Regions from separate parts of the Triticum aestivum genome. Here region 2 is linked to region 1. Evidence: chromatin contacts called from public Hi-C data. All regions are on one chromosome and are shown on one strand. Each heading gives the region's core, a stretch centred on a gene start, on an enhancer-like site or on the middle of the called end of the contact. The rest is flanking DNA. Distances are from core to core; before and after follow the strand shown.

Region 1 (7,349 bases), core at 2,450-4,949:
GCGCTGGGCAGACGCCGGGTGTCGCGGAGGAAGTCGATGTGGTCGTTGTGGACGATGGAGCCATCCCAATTCCCGCCAAGCTGCTCTACGTGGGGAGGCATAGCGGAAGCTAGCACGGCGGCGGAGAAGCGTGCGAAGGAAGAGCGCGGCGGCGAGGCGCTGTCGCAAGAACGAGCAAGGCGAGAAGACGAAGGAAGCGGGAGGAGCGTGCGAGGGTCTGCCGCCCTCCACCTCCCCCTACTTATAGCCTCGCGCGGCCGAAGAGGCCGGACGTGGGGAGGGACGTGGGATTAACTGCGCCCACTTCCCCCACGTCTCGCGTTTATTGCGCATAAGTGCGAGCCGAAACTGCCGCACGGAACGTGCGGGCGGTTTCGGGATACAAAGGATCCGCGCCTGGGCCGGGGTGCGGACGTGGCGGGCCCCCTCCCTGCGGCGATGTCCCGTCACGCGCGTGGGCTGGCAGGCTTTCCGGCCACGTGGCACGTCAACGGCCCGAGGCCGGTCCCAGGCCGGCCCGTGGCCCGGTACACGAGCTTGCGGGTTCCCGCCCCCCGACTCCAGAAGAATTCGACTAAAGGCGGCACGCCTGCACCAAGGCCGGCTCCTAGCTGCCGGCTTGTCACGATAGGAAGCTGATCGAGCTTTTCGAACCCCACTCCACCTCGAAGCCCAATCAGCTTCGGGGACTACTGTCGGAGTAATTGGCCACGGGTAGCCTAACCGACTACCCCTGGCTCTTCAGAAAATTTATCAGGCCTTTGGGCCTTCAAGCACGCCAAGCATATGGGCCGCCTTCCCCGACCGGCTACCACTAAAGCCGACTCCCGGAAGGTGACCCAGCCTCACCGACTCCAAGAAGCCGGCCAAGAAGGACGCCGACTCCTAGAAGCCGGCCGAGACCACAACCGCTCCTACATAACGACGACCTGACGGGGCATGGCCACAGTGCGGCCCACGACCCCCGAAGCCCGAGACAGGCATGGCTACAGGAGGCCGTACGGGGGGGATGTCTCCCGTGCGGCCCGGCACTGTAGCCACGCCAGCCGCAACGTCATCCACGACCCCCTCCTGTACGGCCCAAGGACCGCGGGCCCCTTCAGCCAGAGAGAGGCGTGAAGGCGGCCCGGCTTTTCCTAGTCGGCCAGGAGCATAGCCGGCCCCCAGAAGCCGGCGACTCCCTTCCTCGAAGCAGGAGCCCCCATTAAGGAGACAAGACGAGGTGAGGCTACAGTGATAGCCCCCGATGCGGATCACTGTAGCCACGCTTACCTCGACAAAGCCTTCATCATCAGAGGCGCGGCTACAGTAAGCAGCCGCCGACAAGACCCTAGGCGGTGGGGCCGGCCTGTTGACCGAGTAGCCGGCAGCCGGCGGGACCCAGCAGCCGGCGGAGAAGCCGGCAGGCGTAGACACTGACGGCTGGGGCCAGTTCCCAGTCGGATTACCATTGTACCCCCGGGGGGTAGGACTATATAAACCCCCCGGAGCACCCATGCAAAGTGTTGGCACCTCTGCATGTTTGGCTTCCAAGCATAGCACCCACACACACACACATAGACAGAGAGAAGCAAGAGCTAGCCTTGCCCTTCTTCTCCCTTGATCCCAACAGCTCTAGGAGCGATTGTAGCTACCCTTTATCGATCTAGTGATCATGCGGAGATCCCGCAGAGCAGGACTAGGGGTGTTATCTCCTCGGAGAGCCCCGAACCTGGGTAAGATTCGCCGGCGTGCATGTCTTCGCCTCATCCCGTTTCCAGGCACCGGCAACGTTTTATTGGCTCCCACAATGATAAGCCATCCCTTGGCATATGTCGCATCAACCACCCGACATATGCCTTACAAAAAGAAGCAGAAAAAATGCATTATACTTGCATATTGATAAAAGTCCATTTTGTATTTTGTTAATGGTACAGCCAGATAAATTTTTGAGGATCTAATAGCATGTTCATCTGATCAAGGAATGCCTAACAACATAAGAATATGACGGGGTGACCCTTGAAAACACAGAGACTGAATGCATGGACCTGACCATAGAGAAAACTTTTAATGGATACTAGCATGCACATGAGCCTGCTTGGTTCATAGGAATTTCACAGAAATTTTGAAGGATTCCATTCCTTATGAACTTTTTCCTGTGTAGCATGTTTGGTTTGTGCGAACAGAAATCATAGGAATTTTTTCCTATGGCCTATTTTGCATGCAATAATATAGGAAAAATTCCATTTGACTCCAACCTCATGAAAATTTCCTTTTTTTTCATGTGGCGCAACCAAACAGCTTCTATTACAGATTCTTTGTTTTCGATTCAATATGCCATAACATATCGATGGTATGTTTTTCCTATTCCTGTGTTTTTAGAATCCTGCTCTAAGACCCTTGAACATAATTCTTCCATTTTGAAAACAAACAAGCCTTGATTACCCGGTCAACAGTGGGTCATCTCTGGAACGGTTGAAGACATGGTTCCGCAGAGGCTCCAGTACATCCCGAACAGCGAATACTCCATAGAAATTGATGGGGTAAGAATAGGATGCAGAGAAGCTTGATAAACGCAGAGAAAATATCTGTAGCATCAGTCTGGTCCGCTATATCCGAGATCTGAATTAGCTGCAAATGTAGAAAATAAGAGTAATAAGTTAGTAAACGAAATATATACATCAAGTGTAGATAAATACAAGCTTGGACACAGCCTTACTGGTGGAAGTGTCATGGGTCATGTATTCAATGTGGTGGCAGCAACCTCTTTCCACGCATAAACCTGTTGCCTCAGGCTTTGTTCGGTTAATCCCAACCCCAGGTGGATTGGAGGGGATTTGCAGGGATTTTGGCTTGCAGGGGATTAATTCCCCCTCAATCCCCTTCAAATCCACCTCAACCGAACAAGCCCTCAGGGAACACATCTAGTGGAACAGGAGGGAGATCGGCATCCTCGTTCTGGCGCAGAATCTCCTGGCACCGCGCGTCGTATTTCTCGTTCTGTTCCGCGATGCTCCTTAGCCATGCGTTGTCCATTTTCTTTGCTTGCTGCCTGGGAATGTTTCTCCCTGAAGAATTTGTAGCATCGATGGATGGGCAGTCAATTAACTGTACTGCTAATGAGTTTTATGTTATTTTTGGTAGTAGTGGAAAAAGAAATTTACCTGGGCAATTTGTTTTCACGTCTGCGAACCTATCACATTCATCGGACTCCGGGGCGACGTAAACGTCGCTGTTCTCTGAGCGGATGTCATCCCACAGAATTGGATCTCCCGTGAGCGGCCAGTCCCCGAAGATATCAGATTCAGATTCATAGTGGCAGCTCACAGCACAATGATCATGGAGCATGTCGTCTAGAGAGACGTCGTCACGCTCAGTTCCACACGGTTGTGATTCTGCGCAGTGAATACTAGTAATTGGTACGTGATCTTGACTAGTTGGCCCAAATTGATCAAGTGACATACACTAGAACGAACGATATACTCACCGCCGTTATTGAAACAGGACTCCGTCTTCTCCTCCCGCTGATCATCGCCCATGTCCGACGGCAATCCCAAGTAGGACAGGTCCGCGCAGACGCTGTCAAGGTAGGCCCCGCCGTGATGGGCGAGGCGGAGCCCCTCGGTTTCCACCGATCCAAGCCGGAGGTCCTCCGATGAGGTATTCGCCGCGCGAGGGTTCTGTTGGCGTCGTGGGGATCGGGTTCGGAGGACGTGCTGATTCGGTTCGTCATGGGAGCGTTCCAGCGTGAGACTCGTTTTTGCGAGAGGTCCTATACAGCGCCTTATGCGCCACTGGGCCAGCCGGCGCTCACGCGCCTGCTCTGTTGGGCCGGTCCATCAAGCACGTGCGACTGCTCCATAGCTCAGCTCGCTCTTTTCTTTTAGATCCTCAAGTCGTTGAATGTTTTTTCAGGTACCTACCCGCTTATTTATTCCAAGTGGTAGCTTAGCTCACTCATGGTTGTTGTTTGGCTCGGTCGACCCTTTGGCTTTGAGCTAATTTTTTTTAAATAATACATTTTTCTTATTAATTTTCATAAATATTACGCTGGGTAAAATTTTTTCAAAAATAATACACCGTCGGCCCGCTGCAGGCCGACTGGGCCTAGTCGGCCCACAGCAGGCCGATTGGACTCCAGTCGGCCTACAGCTGGCCGACTGGCCCCTGTCGGCCCACTGTGGGCTGATTGGGTCCGTGTGGGCCGACTAGAGCTAATTAGCTCGCTGTGGGCTAATTGTTTTTGCAAAAAAAGTAGGCATAACAAAATATGTTTCAAAATTGTTAATTATGTAATTAAAAAACGTTAAACGTGTATAAAAAATGTTCCTGATGTATACAAAAAATGTACAATATATATGCAAAAAAGTTGACATAAAAAATATGTTTTAAAAAGTGTTAAGCATGTATTTAAAAATTGTTAAATGTGTGTATAAAAAATGTTCCTTATTTATACAAAAATGTACATTTTTTGTATACATCAGGAACATTTTTTTATACACGTTTAACATTTTTTAATTACATAATTAATATTTCTTTAAACATATATTTTTTATGCCTACTTTTTTTGCAAAAACAATTAGCCCATAGTGAGCCAATTAGGTCCAGTCGGCCTACAGCTGGCCGACAGGACCCAATCAGCCTACAGTGGGCCTCAATCGGCCTGCTGTGGGCCGACTAGACCCAGTCGGCCTGCAGCGGGCCGACAGTGTATTATTTTTGAATTTTTTTATCCAGCATAATATTTATGAAAATTAATAAAAAGAATGTATTATTTAAAAAAATACCACTCACCGTTGACTTCTCAAAAATATTAAATTTGAAGAAGTTCGCGAATACAAAATGAGTGCATGAACAAAAAAAAATCACGCGTTAGAAAAAAATCAGGATTTTTCAAAAAAAATCATTAATTCGGATAAATTTAATAATTTTAAAAAAGCTCAACCGTTTGAAAAAAAGTAATGAATTTAGAAAAAATGCATTAGTAAATCCATTAATTTGAAAAATATTCCTGAATTTGAAAAGTTCATAAATTTTAAAAAATAATATATTTGAAAAAGATCATGAAATTTTTAAAAAATAAAGACTGAAAAAGTTCACAAATTTGAAACAAATTCCTTGATCTAAAAAAGTTATGAATTTGACAAAAAAATTAATAGGTTCAGAATTTTTTGACAAGATTGAAAAAAGAAGAGAAAAGAAAAAAGGAAAATAAAATAAAATGAAAACCAGAAGGAAAACCGAAAAAATAACCAGAAGAAAACCAGGCTGGAAAGTATCTAGAAGCTTCCAAAATCATGATATACCTGTGGCACTTGAAACCTGCAGGCACGCTATGTACATGGTGCGAACGACCACGTGACACATATGGTAAGCAATGCAAACAATTCCAAAAAATGTACACGGTGCGAGCGAGAAGAAAAATTGAATGGCCCGGCCCATTCCCTACTTATGAGGTCTGGGAGGGTATGTATAGGCCATCTTTACAAATGCCTATTTCTAAAAAAACTGTAAAAACACCTATAAGTTGGGTATCAAGCGGTAAATAGGAAGTTTGCCCACTCTGATGTCTCCGATTAGTGGCCAACGACCAAGTAATTTGACCTAATCTATGTAACTGGCCCCGCTCAGTTGAAACGACTATTTTTTCTTCCAAAAGGACCAAATGCCATCCAAAGAGGGATCTACCGATATAGAACCATTTGAACAAGCCTCTCACTGTAAAATTTGTGTGTAAAGTTCGGGCTTTTTGGCTCCCGCAAACAAGCCACGTCTACCTTATTGAGTTCTAATAATTCCGCCAACTTCGTGGACACAGTGTACAAAGCTTGATTTTTTTCAGGGATAGCATGATTTCAGGGATAGCAAAAAAGATAGCTTTCAGTGGCATGCTATCCCTAAAAAAATCATGCTAACTATATCCGAGGGGTTCCCTTAGGCATATTTCACTCGCTTTGCTATTACGGTACCCGCATCAGTGGCGAGCTTGAAAGATCGAGGATGTCGCCTAGAGGGGGGGTGAATAGGCGATTTAAAATAATTACGGTTTAGGCTTGAACAAATGCGGAATAAACCTAGCGGTTAATTTGTCAAGCACAAAACCTACAACAACTAGGCTCACCTATGTGCACCAACAACTTATGCTAAGCAAGATAAACTACTAGGTGATAGCAAGATATATGACAAGAAGAAATATGGCTATCACAAAGTAAAGTGCATAAGTAAAGAGCTCGGATAAGAGATAACCGAGGCACGCGGAGATGACGATGTATCCCGAAGTTCACACCCTTGCGGATGCTAATCTCCGTTTGGAGCGGTGTGGAGGCACAATGCTCCCCAAGAAGCCACTAGGGCCACCGTAATCTCCTCACGCCCTCGCACAATGCAAGATGCCGTGATTCCACTAAGGGACCCTTGAGGGTGGTTACCGAACCCGTACAAATGGCAACCCTTGGGGGCGGTCACCGAACCCGTACACTTTGGCAACCCTTGGGGGTGGTCACCGGAACCCGTCAAATTGCTCGGGGCGATCTCCACAACCTAATTGGAGACCCCGACGCTTGCCCAGAGCTTTACACCACAATGATTGAGCTCCGAACACCACCAACCGTCTAGGGCGCCCAAGCACCCAAGAGGAACAAGCTCAAGGGTACCAAGCACCCAAGAGTAATAAGCTTCTCAACTTGTAACTTCCACGTATCACCGTGGAGAACCCAAACCGATGCACCAAATGCAATGGCAAGGGCACACATAGTGCCCAAGTCCTTCTCTCTCAAATCCCACCGAAGCAACTAATGCTAGGGAGGAAAATTAGAGGAAGAACAAGAAGGAGAACACCAAGAACTCCAAGATCTAGATCCAAGGGGTTCCCCTCACATAGAGGAGAAAGTGATTGGTGGAAATGTGGATCTAGATCTCCTCTCTCTTTTTCCTCAAAAACTAGCAAGAATCCATGGAGGGATTGAGAGTTAGCAAGCTCGAAGAAGGTCAACAATGGGGGAAGAACACGAGCTCAAGAGATAAGGTAGAATGGGAAAGAAGACCCCCTTATATAGCGGGGGGAACAATCCAACTGTTACCCCCAAAACAGCCCCGCAGAGGGCGGTACTACCGCAGGAGGCAGCGGTACTACCGCTCCCCTGGGCGGTACTACCGTGGAGTCTGGAGGCAGGAGAGTGACAGACCCGAGCGGTACTGCCGCGGTGGTTGGGCGGTACTACCGCTCGTGAGCGGTACTGCCGCCCTACTGCCGCTGCGAAGTACCGCACTATCCGACACGAAAAATGACCCCTCGAGTCGACGCGGCAGGGGCCTAGTACCGTAGCGGTACTACTGCTGAGGACCCACCAGCGGTACTACCGCTGCGGAGC
Region 2 (7,349 bases), core at 2,340-4,839, 230 kb after region 1:
CCGTACAGCAGACCGAAGAAGCACAGCGCGATGCCGGTAAGCCCCAGCGCCTCTCGCAGGGTTTCGTTGTTGATATTGACTGCTGCCAGGTTGAAGATGAAGAACGGAGCCAGGCAAAAGAGCAGGAATGTTGCAATGTGGACGTACATGTTGCCGAATCCAAGCCTCTGCACGTTCCACCCGAAAACACAGCAGCTGCAGAAAATTGACAAGTATGCAATGGTTATGCTGTCCCAGAAATCTGATAGTCCGCCGACCCACTCAGGCCTGCTCTCCACGAAACGGCGCTCTTCGCTTTGAAGAAAAGAGTATCTTCTCTCAAGTGACCTCCCTGAAGTTGCTGCCCTTGCGCCTTCAGTTGAGGTGACCCCAGCTTGCGCTTCTGGATCACCTTCTCTCACCTCTGCATCATAATCCTTCCCAAGAGGACTGACAATGTTATACACACTAGCGAATAACGCAGCCCCAAATGCAAAAGAAATAGTCACGGCGACACCAAGAGGAGGCCTTTCAGATCTGCGGTACCCTATGTTGAGACCACACAAGGCATACTGGGCGAAGCAGTTCAGATTAAGAAAGACCACAACCACCATCATGTGCATCCACTCATTAGGCTTATATGTCCCATTTTTGCAGTATTCTTTCCTAAGCCTTAGAATGTCCTTTTGGTCCCATCGACACAAAAGCACAAAGTTATAGATCCGCATTGGGTGTTGGTAAAGGCACATCAGTGTGAATAAAGCATTCAAAATTTGGTTGTTCACTTCAAACCAGGCGTCTCTTTCTGATTTGCTAGGCAAAGCATGATTCAGCATTCCAGTCATAACCATGAAGAGTATTGCACCAGATACAGAAACAACAGCGATCCAGACGAAAAGGGCCATGTTAAGAGGCTGCCTTATCCAATCCTTGCCCATTGCCCACAGATGGCCCCAGTTAATTTTCCTGATTAATCGAAAATGTTCGTGATTGTCATGGTTGTCAGAATGGATTGAACGTGAAAAGTCATCACGCTGAAGTGCAAGCTGTCGAAACTTGACTGAAGGAGAAGGGCCCAGCTTCTTAAAGTGGGCACCACTAGAAAAGCGATTCACAAAGTTGAGACACCCACTCCGCTGATTTCCCTGTTTTGAAACATTTTGAGTGGAAAGAGTGTTGACATCTGTGGCTCCGGGATCATTTTCTGATGTCTTTGACTCTACTTGTTGAATATCAGCTTTGAGGTTTCCATTACCATTAGGGACCATTTTGTTCAGCAGGAGTCTTCAGATAGTAGAAGCAGTCTTAACCTCCTTCAAATCTTCTTCACAAAACAAGGGCAAGCTATCTTACTATCGGACTTGAAGTTCCATGTTCCACAGGAACGGTTGCTGTACTGTAATCTTTATATGAACTGGGCATTGGCCACCAAATTCTGCACAAAGAGAAACAGGTCCAAAAGAAAGCAGATGATCATTACACAAATTTAGGCAAAAAGTCAGTCCAAACTAATCTGTACATAAGCATCTCAAATTTAGACAAAAAGATAGACAAAGGTATAAGACTCTTATCATCTTATCCTGTTTCGATCTTTCTGCTATTCGGGGAATTATTTTTTGACAAATTGTACATAAGAATATCAAATTCTCAATCAGACAAGGCACCAATCACTGGCTATGGTTGTTATACAGCAAAACCAAAGGGCATAAACCTGAAAATATGACCCTGAAGAATAAGAGGGGTTGATTACCAACAGCATAGCCAGGGTAGGGGCATTGTCTATCTAAGGTGAACACCATAAAAATCTTTCTCAATCAGACAAGGCACCAATCACTGGCTATAGTTATTATACAGCAAAACCAAAGGGCATAAACCTTAAAATATGACCCTGAAGAATAAGAGGGGTTGATTACCAACAGCACAGCCATGGTCCATCATTAGGGGCATTGTCTATCTAAGGTGAACACCATAAAAATCTTTCTCAATCAGACAAGGCACCAATCACTGGCTATAGTTATTATAGCAAAACCAAAGGGCATAAAAACCTTAAAATATGACCCTGAAGAATAAGAGGGGTTGATTACCAACAGCACAGCCATGGTCCATCATTAGGGGCATTGTCTATCTAAGGTGAACACCATAAAAATCAACATCTCAAACCTCCATGAAATCCGAATTGCTTTCCCAACAGATTTTTGTGCTACTATATAAAATGTCAGCTGCTAACAGCAACAACAAATACATGTAGCAAGTAGGCACTAGTCAGATACATCGCAAATCGGCCGGGGATAGAGTTCAAGCAGCATGAAGAACAAATCATATACAAGCATTACTTACTCTGCATAAGCTTTTCTATAAACACCACCCACATCATTCTATAATGTTGCAGTTTTATGAGTGCAGTAGGTAGGTACCCCCACTGGCTCGGATTTATAGCTGTATCTAGAATTCGAGATGCTTTAAGTAGTTGTGTTGGTACAAATCTCCTAATAGCTTGTGCCTCTGTATGATATCTTTGAGTTCATATTGTCTAATGCATTATGATCAATCCTAACATCTTAATCTTGTGCCATGCTTTTGGTACCGCTTACCATGGGAAAATCTTATAAAACGTACTCCCTCCGTTCCTAAATGTAAGTCTTTGTAGAGATTCCTCTATGGACTACATACGTACCAAAATGAGTGAATCTACACTCTAAATGCATCTATACATTCGTATGTGATCCATAGTGAAATCCCTATAAAGACTTATATTTAGGAACGGAGGGAGTATGATTCAACAGCTGTTGCTATCAAAACTCACGCATATTTTATCTATGTGAATCAATCGGAAGCTGTAACACGGTTAAATAACTCGACCCTTGGATTTATTAGAACGTCGGAATGAGTGAGTACAAAAATGCTATACCACATCGATAACCAGAAGGCGCTCACATGCCAGAAACAAAGGGAAGTCTAAACATAGTACAACGCACAAGAAAAAAATCTAGCTATTTAGTGAATGAATGAATTACCAAATGGGAAATAGCTCGTGCATGCTTCTGAATCAAGCCAAGCCGAATGCTAAATACTCCGTATTAGATAAGTCAAAACCACCACTTGTCCAACAAACCGACCTGGCTGCTACGGGCAGCTCCGCGGCGGGCGCCAGCGGGCGCAGTCCGCGTGCTCGGCTCGGGGCTGCCTAGCGGGGATGGGGAGGCGGCGGCGGGAGCAGCACCGGCTTACTGCTACGGCGAAAGCGGAAACCGCGGGAGCAAGCAAACAAGCGCAACCAAATCAGAGGGACGGCGCGTCGGATTGACCCAGATCCATGAGAGCGGCACGGAGCAGAGGAGAGGGGGGAGGAGCGCTCACCTGGCGCTCAAGCAAAGGCGCGGATCCTTGCCTTCCTCCCGCCGCCGCCGCCGCCACCGTGTCGGCTAGGCTGGAAGGAAAGACAGCGCGGAGGGTTTGGTCTGGTGTGCTCGTGGGGGATAGGGAGGTTGGGGAGGGACGCGTAGCCGCCGTGGGGAGGGAAGAGTCCACATGACGGACGGACGGACGGCCCTTCGGTTCGCCGTTACGCGCACGCGTTTCCGCTGGCTGCCTGTGATGCGAGGCACAGCCGCGGCACGGCGACGGCGAGGGTAACGGCGAGAAAAGAGCCGTTCAACGCCTGTCGTGGGAACGCGCTCCTCCAGCGACGCCGACGGGACGCGTAAGCCCCATTTTTCTCTCTGGAATTTTTTTGTTGGCTGTCTCTCTCTCTCTGAGCTTTATGGATGGGTTAGGTGTAAACCGTTCAGCTGTTGCATTTCTTTCGGTTATTGAAGTCCTGTGCTCATGCAGTACGTCGAGGAAAGGTTATTTTCTTAGGGCTAGGAAAAGTTAGATTATGGTGAAGAAAGTGCCAAGGGCTCGTGGGAGCATATAGTTTAAAAAAGAGGTAATATCACAGGTGGTGCTTAAACTTGCCACCGATGTTCACTTTAGTGCCTGAAGTTGAAAAATACACCGAACTGGTTTCAAAACTTGGCACGAGCGTGCAAATACGGTGCTAATCTCATTAGTAGACGTTTTTACGCTGACGTGGCACCGTAGTTCGCTTAGCATGCACAGACAACCTCGCCCTAGCAAACTGGAACTACTGGCCAGTACGCCATACGTTTTCTCGTGCATGTTAATGAAAACAGATCTTTTTTTAGAATAATGAAAACATTTCCTATTTTGTTAGATAAAGAAACACGTTCGCGGGTTTTAATGGCCTGCTGCAGTGCAGCCCAGTTTGCGCATGTTAGTTTGATTTAGAAATTTGTAAAAAATAACTGTAAATTATAATCACAGTAATAAAAATACATTTCAAATTTTTGTGCTTCAAATTTTTTATAAATACATATAAATTAAATAACTAAAATGTTCATGTAATTTAAAAAAATAGTCAGCAATTTACCTGTGATTTATAGTTAAAGCTTTTCGTAAATAAATTTTCTAAATTGTTCAGTATATGAAAAAATAATTATAAAAAACTTAATTTTTTGAGTAAATTCCAAAAGATTATGCATGCTTGGCTTATGCTTAAATGAAAAAAAATGTTATAGGTAGATTTTTTTTTATTAATATTCACATGTGTATAAATTTCTTTTTTTGCGAGAAACATGTGTATAACTTTCATCGTGTCATATATTCAAAAAAATTTATAATTAAAATATAGTCAGTAGTGAATATTTTTCATAAACTGAAATTTTAATTTTGGATATTTATGAACATTTTACATTGTTGAAAAATTCTTAAATAATATGAATTGTAAAAATGTACATGTAACTATTAAAAGGTTTATGTAGTTAAAATAATATTCATGAATTGTAGTATAGAAAATATTTATATAATTCTAAATTGTACAGCCATTTTTATAATCAGAAATACCATTTTATTTATATGATACGTTTAAAACAAATATGTGAATATTTTTATTACTGTGATTATAATTTAGAAACTTTTTTACAAATTTCTAAATGAAACTAAGATGCGCAAACTGGGCTGCACTGCTGAGCCGATTAAAACCCACGTACGTGTCTCTTCTTTCTTATCTAAAAAAATAGGAAATGTTTTCGTTATTCTAAGAAAAAGGATCTGTTTTCATTAACAGGAACGAGAAAATGTATGGCATACTGGTTCTTTCCTAGGGCGAGGTTGTCTGTGCATGCTAAGCGAACTACGGTGCTACATCAGCGTAAAAACACGTCTATTAATAGAATTAGCACTGTATTTGCACGCTCGTGCCAAGTTTTAAAACCAGTTCGGTGTATTTTTCAACTTCAGGCACTAAAGTGAAAATCGGTGACAAGTTTAAGCACCACCTGTGATATTACCTCTTTAAAAAACCGGAACGGTGATTGAACCGATGAGTCTAGGTGTTTTACTGGTCAAACTGTTGCTACACATTCTGTTCGACACATCGGTTTGAAATGTCTAAAGCGACTCACGCCATGGGCTTGGAATATTGTGTCGTTGCAATGCATAAAGTATATGTTATTTCCTTTTGCATTTCCTCCCTTCTGTACAAGTTTGAGAAGATTCCCCTCTATACGTCATTGTTGATTGTTATGTTGGTAAGCTCTTTTCAGGTGAAAAGAAAGGGCTTTTTATTTGGTATATAGTTCATGAATCCAAGACATCTCTGAATTTTATCTTGTATATAATTTGCAGCTTTGATTCCCCAATCAGCCGGACAAAGTATATTAAGTTCCACTCCCTTTGTCTGAAAAAAACTTGTCCCTCAAATGGATGTATCTAGCACTGCTACAAGCTTGGGACAAGCTTTTTCGGACGGAGGGAGTATGTAGGATCAGAATACCGTAATCGTCATCGCTGTGTTGGAGAGGCCAAACCCAGAGTAATTTTGCTTTCAGTTTCAGGTGCTGCAATCATCTATTTGGGATTAACACGGTAAGTTTTGCCATTTACATATACACTATTCAGAAACTCATGATGCACAACATTTCTGTGGCTCATTTCCTTGCTCTATTAGGGTTATAGATTCCAAAAGCCTTGCTTAGCAAAGACAATTTTCTCATATACTCCTTCCGTTTCTAAATATTTGTCTTTTTAGAGATTTCAAATGGACTACCACATACGAATGTATATAGACATCTTTTAGTGTAGATTAACTCATTTTGCTCCGTATGTAGTCACTTGTTGAAATCTCTAGAAAGACAAATATTTAGGAACGAAGGAAGTAATTGTTTCTATCATATTATTTCATTCCGGATGCTACCTAAGAAATATTAATGCGGATATGTTCCGTTTGCAAAATTACCATCTGGCCGATTGAGCTATTACATTGACCTGACTACTGATTTCTCACACACGGCTCCATCGCCTTCACGGACGACCACTACCCTGTCCAGAGTGTCTTTCCCTCCCCAGCAAGGTAGCAGCACCTGCGAATCTCGCAAACGCTCTTCGACTGCTCATCTGTTCATCTAAAATTAATGCTTTCACGTGCGATGATTAGTTTATATGGTCCAATAATTTTCTAGAAATGGTGACTGATACATGTTTTTCTGCTAGAAATGGTGCAACACTCTCATACCAACGATCTTTGGATCTCACTCCTTGGGAAGCTATTATTCACAATTTCACATACTGATATTGCCAGTTTGTCTTGTTCCCATTTGTACCATGGAGAAGAATAATTCTATAGATCTCTGACCATAAACCAATCAATTGGACTGCCTTCTGCTAATCTTATCATGTTGTTTATTTTTACTCAAAAAGTAAATAAATGACGCACCACATTAGACAGAACAAAGGCAGATCTGAGCATGAGAAAGAGAAGGAAATCATGAATTTAATCTAACCCACCTCATCCATGGGATGGTAAGCTTCATAGGAGCTACCGGCCGGAGTACTGCTCCTTGACTTGTGCTACTTCCCACCTCGGTGCTGCTTCACGCAAGACACAGCAATCTTCATCACGTGATATTTTATTAAAATTTCTATTCTACTACAGAAACTTAGAATGGAGATAATCTGAAATAACACACTAAATAATTATGTCACCTTAGTATCTATATAACAAATTTGCATATTACTCCCTCCGTCCCATAATATAAGAGTGTTCTTGACACTAGTGTAGTGTCAAAAACTTATATTATAAGACGGAGGGAGTGACATAGGATGGTCTAACTCAGTCAAATCTGAAGTTCTTTATGTCATTTGAAATTTACTGCAACAAATTTAGATTTAGCAATTATAACTAGATTAAAAAAGGGGTGGAGTACAAACGACCTTGATCAGAAAAGAGCAATTCTACGTCAAATTATTTCACTAAGTCACACCCTAATAGGCATTTCAAAGCATTGGATGATGACTTACCTCATAGGATA

What was found. Hi-C and Micro-C count contacts between places; a contact is called where the count stands out from the background.
Region 2: a contact with region 1 is called in a Hi-C map of leaf, with 6 times the contacts expected there. The contact joins the promoter of LOC123182357 here to the promoter of LOC123171042 in region 1. A contact is called at or near these places in 3 of 5 Hi-C or Micro-C datasets (all in leaf).

What each region holds. Positions count from the first base shown.
Region 1 is chr1D:397,937,113-397,944,461 of IWGSC CS RefSeq v2.1, forward strand. It overlaps LOC123171042, which reads right to left and starts at 3,700. Exons shown (of 4, transcript XM_044588712.1): 1 at 3,467-3,700; 2 at 3,144-3,374; 3 at 2,699-3,047; 4 at 2,142-2,610. The coding sequence starts at 3,518. The coding sequence ends at 2,875.
Region 2 is chr1D:398,167,115-398,174,463 of IWGSC CS RefSeq v2.1, forward strand. LOC123182357 reads right to left here and starts at 3,590. Exons shown (of 2, transcript XM_044594896.1): 1 at 3,337-3,590; 2 at 1-1,414. The coding sequence starts at 1,247.